2 separate regions of the Mus musculus genome follow, and region 2 is linked to region 1. A link is a contact called in public Hi-C data. All regions are on one chromosome and are shown on one strand. The core of a region is the stretch at or near the end of the contact, and the rest is flanking DNA. Distances in the headings are between cores, read along the strand shown. Region 1 overlaps Gm38991 (a long non-coding RNA gene). Region 2 has its middle 150 kb from the start of Gm46016.

The links. A called contact is a pair of places that touch in the nucleus more often than the background predicts.
Region 2: a Hi-C map of uterus shows a contact between it and region 1, with 3 times the contacts expected there. The contact joins two enhancer-like sites. A contact is called at or near these places in 6 of 484 Hi-C or Micro-C datasets (adipose-derived mesenchymal stem cells, muscle stem cells, myocytes and 1 more) and 1 of 115 datasets of contacts at active chromatin or transcription factors (embryonic fibroblasts).

The regions. Positions count from the first base shown.
Region 1 is chr7:36,093,012-36,096,969 of GRCm38.p6, forward strand. Gm38991 (a long non-coding RNA gene) reads left to right here. Exons shown (of 6, transcript XR_881969.1): 5 at 2,846-3,958. Among named protein-coding and RNA genes, the nearest start is that of Gm38991, 19 kb to the left of the region's middle. Within about 2 kb of position 2,355, at least 48 of the 459 cell types and tissues checked have an H3K27ac peak or open chromatin away from gene starts, as enhancers often do. A contact at or near this core is called in muscle stem cells and uterus, where this site is marked.
Region 2 is chr7:36,315,225-36,319,565 of GRCm38.p6, forward strand. No RefSeq gene overlaps it. Among named protein-coding and RNA genes, the nearest start is that of Gm46016, 150 kb to the left of the region's middle. Within about 2 kb of position 2,792, at least 21 of the 459 cell types and tissues checked have an H3K27ac peak or open chromatin away from gene starts, as enhancers often do. A contact at or near this core is called in muscle stem cells and uterus, where this site is marked.

The sequences.
Region 1 (3,958 bases), core at 1,105-3,604:
TGAACTGCAGAGATTACGCACACATGGTGTTTGCAGAGGAGCCAATTTCTCAGCACCTCAGTTGGGCAGCTCACAATTGTCTACAACTCTAGCTCTTGGGAATCTTATGTTCTGACTTTTCTTGCATGTACATGCCTGCGTGAACGCATAGGGGTGCATGGCCATACACACACACACACACACACACACTCGTGCTTAAAAAATAAAAATAAATAAATAAACGGACCACACTGAGTGAGAGCTCTGGCAGCATTCGCCAGGGACAAGGTGCTGCTCCATGCTGGATGCTCTGATAAGTAGTGATTCTCACCGGGGTGTGGGGCTAACTGGTGAAAACTGTATATATTGCTGCGTCTGTGTACTCTGCCCCTTTGAAAAACCAGCTCTCAAATCCTTAACATCTCATGCTCTGTGCAATAGCTTCTGCCACCTTTTGACCTCAGTATGAAGTGGAAGTTGTTCTTGCCAATCCTAGATATCTGGACTCGTTTCTGCTCAAACACCTAGCAGGAACTTTTCTTTATTGCCTGTGAACATGCCCTGCAAAGGTGTCAGCCATGTCTAACTCATGCACTCCAACTAAGTTCTAAACGTTCACTTAAAGGATACCTCTGGACTAGGCTTAATAGAGAAGGCTTACAATCCCAGCTATGCTGGAGGTGGAGGCTATTTCTATTCCAAATAGAAGGCCAGCCTAGACTATAGAGGAGATTGATGACTTTTGACTTGGGGAGTTGCATACCTTCAAAAACCGCCCAATTTCCATGCAAACCAAGGTGACCTGAGGCTATTGAGAATGGTGAGTTACGCTTTCATGTTTTGAAAGGGAGTCAAAGCAAGAAAAGAGATTTGAGGAATGACATGTGGAGAGAATTAGGCAGAATCAGGTGTATGAAATCACTTTTTTTTTTTTCAGACAGGGCTTCTCTGTATAGCCCTGGCTATCCTGGATCTCACTTTGTAGACCAGGCTGGCCTCAAACTCAGAAATCTGCCTGCCTCTGCCGCCACCACGCCGGGCTGCAATCAGACATTTTTAATAGCCTCATTATCACATATACTACCAGCCCCAAAGCAAGGAGTATTCTGGGATGAATGAGATTGAGGTTTCTGTCTGACTACAATAAAGAATTATAGAATGCGTATTCTATCGCTACCCCACCAAGTCCTTCAAAACATGGTGGGGGGGGGCACAGATAATTTTCTTTCTAGAACTATTTTATTCCTTTAGATCAACCTGATTTGAGAGCGAACACCCAGCACCAAGGATTTTGTTCTGTCTGATTTTTCAGTGTCTGGCTTGCCTTACAAAGATGCATGTACTTGGTTTGAACATTAGGCCTTTAGGGTGTCTCGTATGGTTTAAGTCTGAAATGTACCCCTCAAGTTTATGTTTTGAATACCCAGTCTCTGATTGGTCATGTTGTTCTGAAGGCTGTGGAGCCTTTCTGAGGTGGGATGTAGCTGGTGGAAGTAGGACAGTAGACTAGGCCCCTGATAGCCATACATACTTCAATTTTTCATCTATAGTTTCGGCTTTCTGGTCTACCTCTCTGCCTTCTCCAACACATTGACCTAAAATCTGTCTGTAACTACAAGTTAAAATGTTTTTTTCCCTTTCTATTGTGTCTCTCAGGTATTTGTTCACAGTGACAAAGAAATAACTGATACAAGGTCTTTTAACCAAAATAGTGGGTTCTCTTGGACATCCGAAGAAAACTAGTGAATCACATATGAATGGCAGGTTACCCCTACTCATTAGTTGAGGCATCATGGCCTTGGGTTAGCTAATCTTGGATGGTTGGGTAGAGAGGAAGTATAGTTTAGTTCATGACTAGACTTTCCATTCCCCCATCTTTCAATTAATATGGATTCCTAAAGTGAACATGTAGATATAAGTAATTAGGGCATTATTAATATTTGTTCTGTTGTTGAAGAATTATCTTTCTGTTTTCTTTCTTTTTGTGGTTATGGTCAAATCGCTAGGGCAGTGGTTCTCAACTTTCTCAATGGTGTGATCCTTTAATACAGTTCCTTCTCTTGTGGTGACCCCCTCAACTATACAATTATGTTCTTTGCTATTTCATAACAGTGATTTTGCTACACTTATGAATCACAGTATAAATACCCAATATGTAGGACATATGGCATGGGACCCCTATATATGGGTCTTTCGACCTCTAAAGGTGTCAAGACCCATAGATTGAAAACCACTGCTCTAAGGGATTCTGAACCCAGCCCACGGTGGTGTGCAAAGACCTCACAGGAAGCAACCACCTTGAGTTTCCAGCCGCAGCTGTTATAGTTCCCAGCTCCCAGGGCCTCACCCCTCCCCAACCCCAGTCTCTCTAACACCCAGTAGATAATCTTTTAAGTCACACTCACTGCACACTGGCCACACACTCTGACAGTGAAACTCGAGCTTCCTTGGGGCTTGCTTCCGTGACCGAACAAAGCACTTGTCCCCCCTCTCCAGAACTGGTCTCCTTATGCGTTGACCTTTGAAGCTGTGTGCTCAGTAGTGACTCCAGTTTTGCTTGGTTAAACATGGAAAAATGTTCCTCTAGATCGAAGCAGCTCCCCATTTATTTCAGAGCATCCTGTCGCTGACGTAATGCCGCCTGGTTTATGGCCTCATTGCTCTGTGTTTGGAGTTGAGTAATGCCTGCTGGTGCACCAGGCACCGCCTACGTAACCACAGGAAGGGGTAACATCCCATGGGCCTCCCAGGCATCTGCTGGGAAATTGCTTCTTTGGTGCCAGACAAATGAATGTTTTGCATATTTCTCACAAAAAGAGAAGGGTTGTGAGGCGGAGGTTAACATAACAATCTTCTCTTATTACAGTGATTTATGTGTGCATAACTTCAGCAGTGGAATGTCATCTCGGAGGTCTTTAATTGGCAGACTTTGGGGACCACAGAGGGAGATGACAGAGTGTGCTCTGAAGAAATAAGAGTGTCGGCTGCCATTCCCAGTGCGGCCCCACAGAGGAGGTCTCATAAATCTCGGGAGTAGTGGGGGGATAGCAGTCAACTTTTAAACTTTTTATTAACCTGATATCTGCTAATGAAACACGAAGAGGATCATCTTCAACCTTAGCCGATTCGGATCTCACGACACGTCAAATGACTGCCTACGGTTTTTGAGACAATCAAATGCAGATCTTCTGGTAACTTCTACTCAAAGACACCAACGCTGCGATTTGCAGTCTTTATGACTTCAATGAGTCACCCAGTCCTGTCTTGCTATGTGGAATATGATTGTATGTTTTTAAGAATGTCAACAGATGTGTTTTCTGTTCATGAACCTCATCTCGGGCCTTGGATAAAGGGGCCATTTTGAAATGGAATCACAGCTGCTTTTGGCCTCAGGATGCGGCTCAGAGAAGTCTATCCATGCAAGGTGTGACTGGCCTTTTAGGAGGCAGGGTGAGGTTCTGGAAGGAATGGAGAGTGACCTCTGTGACAAGATGACTCCGGTATCTGTGTCACTTGTAGGAAAGTTGAAGTCTTTCTGAATGATGGATGTCTCTGCGAACATCTGTGCTAACAGTGTCCAAGAGGTCAAGTGCCAGGCCTTAAACTCTAGCACCTGTGCTAGAGCCAACCCCAAACTGTGGGCCAACCTATTTCGTGGGCCATTGGGCTTTTGAGAAAAGACTGACAATTTACATCTTTGCATTTATTTTCAAAATTGCAATGTCTTTAGGCAAGGGCTCCCCAGAAGCAAACCCCATTGCAGTAGCAGAGTGTAGAGTTATTTCCTGGAGTTATGATCCAGGAGCCATCAACTCTCACCAGCTCCCAAGCTGGGAGTGGAGGATCCTGAGCCCATTCTGATTCACGCTAGAATATTGGCTGGCTTGGTCATGACCTCATGTGGGTCTTTCGAAGGCAATCACGGGCTCTGTGAGTTCAGGGGTGTAGCAGTCCACTCTGTTTTGCAGTGTCCTCCCAG
Region 2 (4,341 bases), core at 1,542-4,041, 220 kb after region 1:
TATATCTTGGGTATCCTAAGTTTCTGGGCTAATATCCACTTATTTTAAGGTATTCCCATATATGTTTTTATAATTTCAACCTGGAGTTAATACATAAGTATTGTGATATTTTACACTTTAGAAACTAAGTTGGTGAGGTCCATCTCCATTCAGATCACCCTCACCCCAATCGTTGATTGGTCACATATCAGCAGGGACTACCACGTTTAGTAGCACAGATGTAGGCTTTAAGAATCTGCCATGTGATAGTTTCTGATGACAGGAGAGATTTTACTGTAATACCCACAGTCCACGCAAGCTGAATAAAAGCAGATCGAAATTAGAATCCCAGTTATCTGCTATCAGGTCTCAAGGTGATTAATTCAGGTTGATAGCTACAAAATATCTCCTCAGTTCCTCAAAATGCTAAATGAAGTGGAGAGACGTTAAAAACGATGTTTTTTGAATTACGCATTTGATCCCATTTTGCCTCTTTTCAAAGATGATTTCCTAGATCCTAATAAAAGTTGATGTCTCCTGTATATTAAAGATCATATTCAATATGAGGTGAATGAATTCAATTAGGCTGGATTGTATTGATTAGATCAGTTTTGCTTTGGCTCTGGCTAGTCTGCTTTCTACAGGTAGGTCCTAGATCTTGGAATTGTGGGACCTTCCAGCTTCTTTCCATTTATTTTATCATGACAAAATATTTGTTGGTGGGGACAGCTCTTAAACCACGGAGCCCACCTAGGGATGTAGATCCACTTACATCTCTATTGTTAGAGCAAAAGCATTTGAAGGAAATTCGGTAGATGCTACTATACCCAGAGTAATGTTCTGCTCTAACCAGCCTCTCAATTGAATGCAGAGACCCCATAACGCAGAGAGAACTATATCCACTGGATACTGTTTTCTGATTATAAGTCTCATCCCAGCAGGCCATAGGGCCGGGGAGACATCCTAGAATCCATCCAAACTAACAGAAACGTGGGGGTTTAAGATCAATGTGAGCCCATATGGAAGTTGCACTGTGTTTCCTAGATGTTGAGCCCTGGGTCCTGGAGGCACAGCCAGCAATGGATAGATAAGGGTCTGTCTCCAGGGTAGCCCACTGAGGGAGTTGGGCAAGCAAGACCCAAAGTACAACCTATCTTTAGCCACTAGAGTTATACCCAAGATTCTGTGTGATCTATCACTGCAGTTTCTTAGCCCTCATGGGTGGCTTTCTAGGGGATGGGGCAGTGTGACTTTAGGCTGCTTCATCTGTTGTGAGCCTTGAGAAATGAGCAGTGTATAAACGCCTGTCTTGCTGGACTGTGATGGGGCAGAAGAGATACAGTCCCTAACACACTCCCTTACTAAGCGTTGATCACCAGAACTCTTAGGAGGTGGCCAGACAGGCAGGGGTCTCATGGATGGGCATAGATTGCAGATGATGGGAAGGCCTTTGGGGCAGATGGTGGTTAGCAGATTTGTAACTTCAGATGCTTGTTCTATCAGGAGGACTGCAGAACTGCCCTGGGGGAGGGACTTGGGGCCAATGCCCAAGATGGGGTGTGCCTTACTGAGGATCTAACTTAGAGCTGGTTTGTATAACAGGAGTGCTGCTTGTGTTTGATGGCGAGTTATGGACCATAAAAACATCATTTTGAAAATGGGCGTGGCTTCTCGTTTCATCATTTTATGTGTTCCTTCTCTTTTGTGGTCATGGTCATTGTCATTGCGATCACCCTAAAGTGTGTCTGGGAAAAGGATGAGACTGCTGGAGTAGGATCTTTCACTGTTCCACCAAGTGGATGGTAGATGGATGTGGAATAGATGTGTGAGCCAGGAACAGGCCTCAAGTGACCTTATAAAGTGGCCTATAGAGGTCCTGGCTGCTCTTCCCAATAGTGCTTTCATATTTACACGGCCTCTTCCTTTTCCTTTATCTCAGTCATCAAAAGCTTAAGGACATTTTAAAAACCACAGGGGCATCATGCATAAACTACCACCCCAGGCCACGGATGGAATTCATGGACAGGTTCCTCCTGGGGAGGGCCGGAGCACCCCCATCCAGGATGTCTGGGCTGTCACTAGCCCCATCTGTCTTCCTGACTGTAAAAATTAAACACATGCATAGGAGGGCTTGGGCAGCAGAGTTATGGGGGATATAAAGTGCATGACAGCAGATAAACTTGCCAGCCCCACAGTGGAACACCCGATCGTGGTGGTGCCAAGGAGGTGAAATGGGTCCAGATGCAGATGGACAGGCCCATTGCAGAGGGGAGAGGAAGCAGGGCCACTGAGGGTGGGGTCCCGGCTGCTCCTGACCTGAGTGCTTCTAGGAGCTGGGCTTAGCCTCTGAGGCCTCCCTCAGCACTCTTTGCAGTGCTAAAGGCTGTTTGCTGGAGGTGCCAGAGAACTGAGCAGGAGGCTCTCTGCACAAAGAGGCCTTCCATCTAGAGGCAGGAGAAAGCAGGAGGTCCAGGAAGGGGCAGGTATCAGATTACAGAGCCTTACAGTGTCTCTGACCAGTGAACTTCAAAAGCATTTCTGCTCTTGGGTCTGCTACTCTCAGCCCTTGCAAAATGCAGACAAGGTACTGAGAAAAGGTCAGGATAAGGGTATACAGAGAAATTCTTATAGGTGCCAGAGACTATAACCAGGGACCTGTACAGCTGGCTTCTCTACCAACAGTTTGTGACCTTGTCAACTGCCACTGGGACAATGCAGAGGGGGCCTGTAGGGACAACTAGGGAGAGGCCTCAACCAACAGGGCCTCACACAAGAGCCTGGCATGCTGTCTGCTGGGGGCTGGACCTTCCCTGTCCTAAGAGACTCATCAATGGAGCTTGCCAGGACATCTGGCCAGCAGGAGGGACAGAGCTCCTCGGTGCCTCAAGGGGCTGCGGGCTTCAGGCCAGGCTGCTCAGCTGTGTAGGAGGGAGAGAGAGAGAGAGAGAAAGAGAGAGAGAGAGAGAGACAGAGACAGAGACAGAGACAGAGACAGAGACACAGAGAGACAAACAGACACAGAGACAGAGACACAGAGACACAGACTCCGAGACAGACAGACAGAGATGAAGAAGAGGGAGAGACTGTGAGGGGAGAGGAGGGAAGAGGAGCACGGAGATAACATTTGCATTTCCTGATCTGGGGGTGGAGGAGGGAGGGGAGCACTCAGTATGAGGAAGTAGCTTCAGGAACCAGGGAGCCAAGAGGATTAAGCTAGTACGATTGTATCTTTGTTGTTTCAGTCTCTCAGAATTGTGTGCACCAACCAGTCTATCTCACCTTCGCCGAGGCCACCTACAGACACTAACCCAGATACCACAAGAATAACCATTTGTTGTTGTTGTTGCTGTTACGTCTTTAAGACAAGATCTCTTTAGCCTAGGCTAGCCTCCGGCTTGAGATCCTCCTGCCTGCTTCTCTCCCGGGTTCAGTTAGAACAGAGAAACCAGTTCCACCCAGAGAGTCACCCTGCTTGTCTGAGTCTCAGGCTAAAAGGTAGAGAAGGCTGGAAGGCCACTGAAACCTGCCCCGCCCCACACATCACTGCCTTCTCCCCCATCCCCTGTAGGGGTCATGAAAGGCATCCCAGGATGGGCAACTGAGAGGGTCAGGAGCCAGTCGGGGCTCTGGGAGTTAAAAGGGAAGGCTCCTTATACCTGCCACCCCTCCGACCCTAGAAAAGTCGATGTTTTATTTAAAAGGTTTGGGTTGGCTAAGTGTGGTAGGTTAAGTGCTCTTGAGATTCCAGCATTTGGGAGGTTGAGGCAGGAGGCCCTAGAGTTCCACACCAGCTTGAACTGTGCAAGAGAAGTGAATGATAGAATGAGAGATAGATAGATAGATAGATAGATAGATAGATAGATAGATAGATAGATAGATAGATAGGTAGGTAGGTAGGTAGGTAGGTAGGTAGGTAGATAGATAGATAGATAGATAGATAGATAGATAGATAGATAGATAGATTAATAGCCTTGGGCCTCAGCTTAGTTAATTTACACTAATCTCTAGTATCAAGACAAGAAACTAAATTCTATTGGATTCTTTTTTTTTAATTAAAAATGCTTTCATACAATTATTTGGATCATGTTTTTCTCCCTTCCCAACTCTCCCAGATCCTTCCCACCTCCCTCCCCTCCCCCAATTATATAATCTCTCTCTCTTAAAAATAATCTCACAAAAATAAAAATTAAAACAAACACAAAACCAGTAAAACCAAAACCAACAACGAAAACCCCCCAAAACACAGAAAGTTTCTGAGAGCCAGAGTTGGTGGGTAACTCAAGGAAATGGCTCTTTCTAGACACAGTCAGACTGATTTACATGGGGACTCACAGTGACATCACACAGGAAACCTGCATAGGT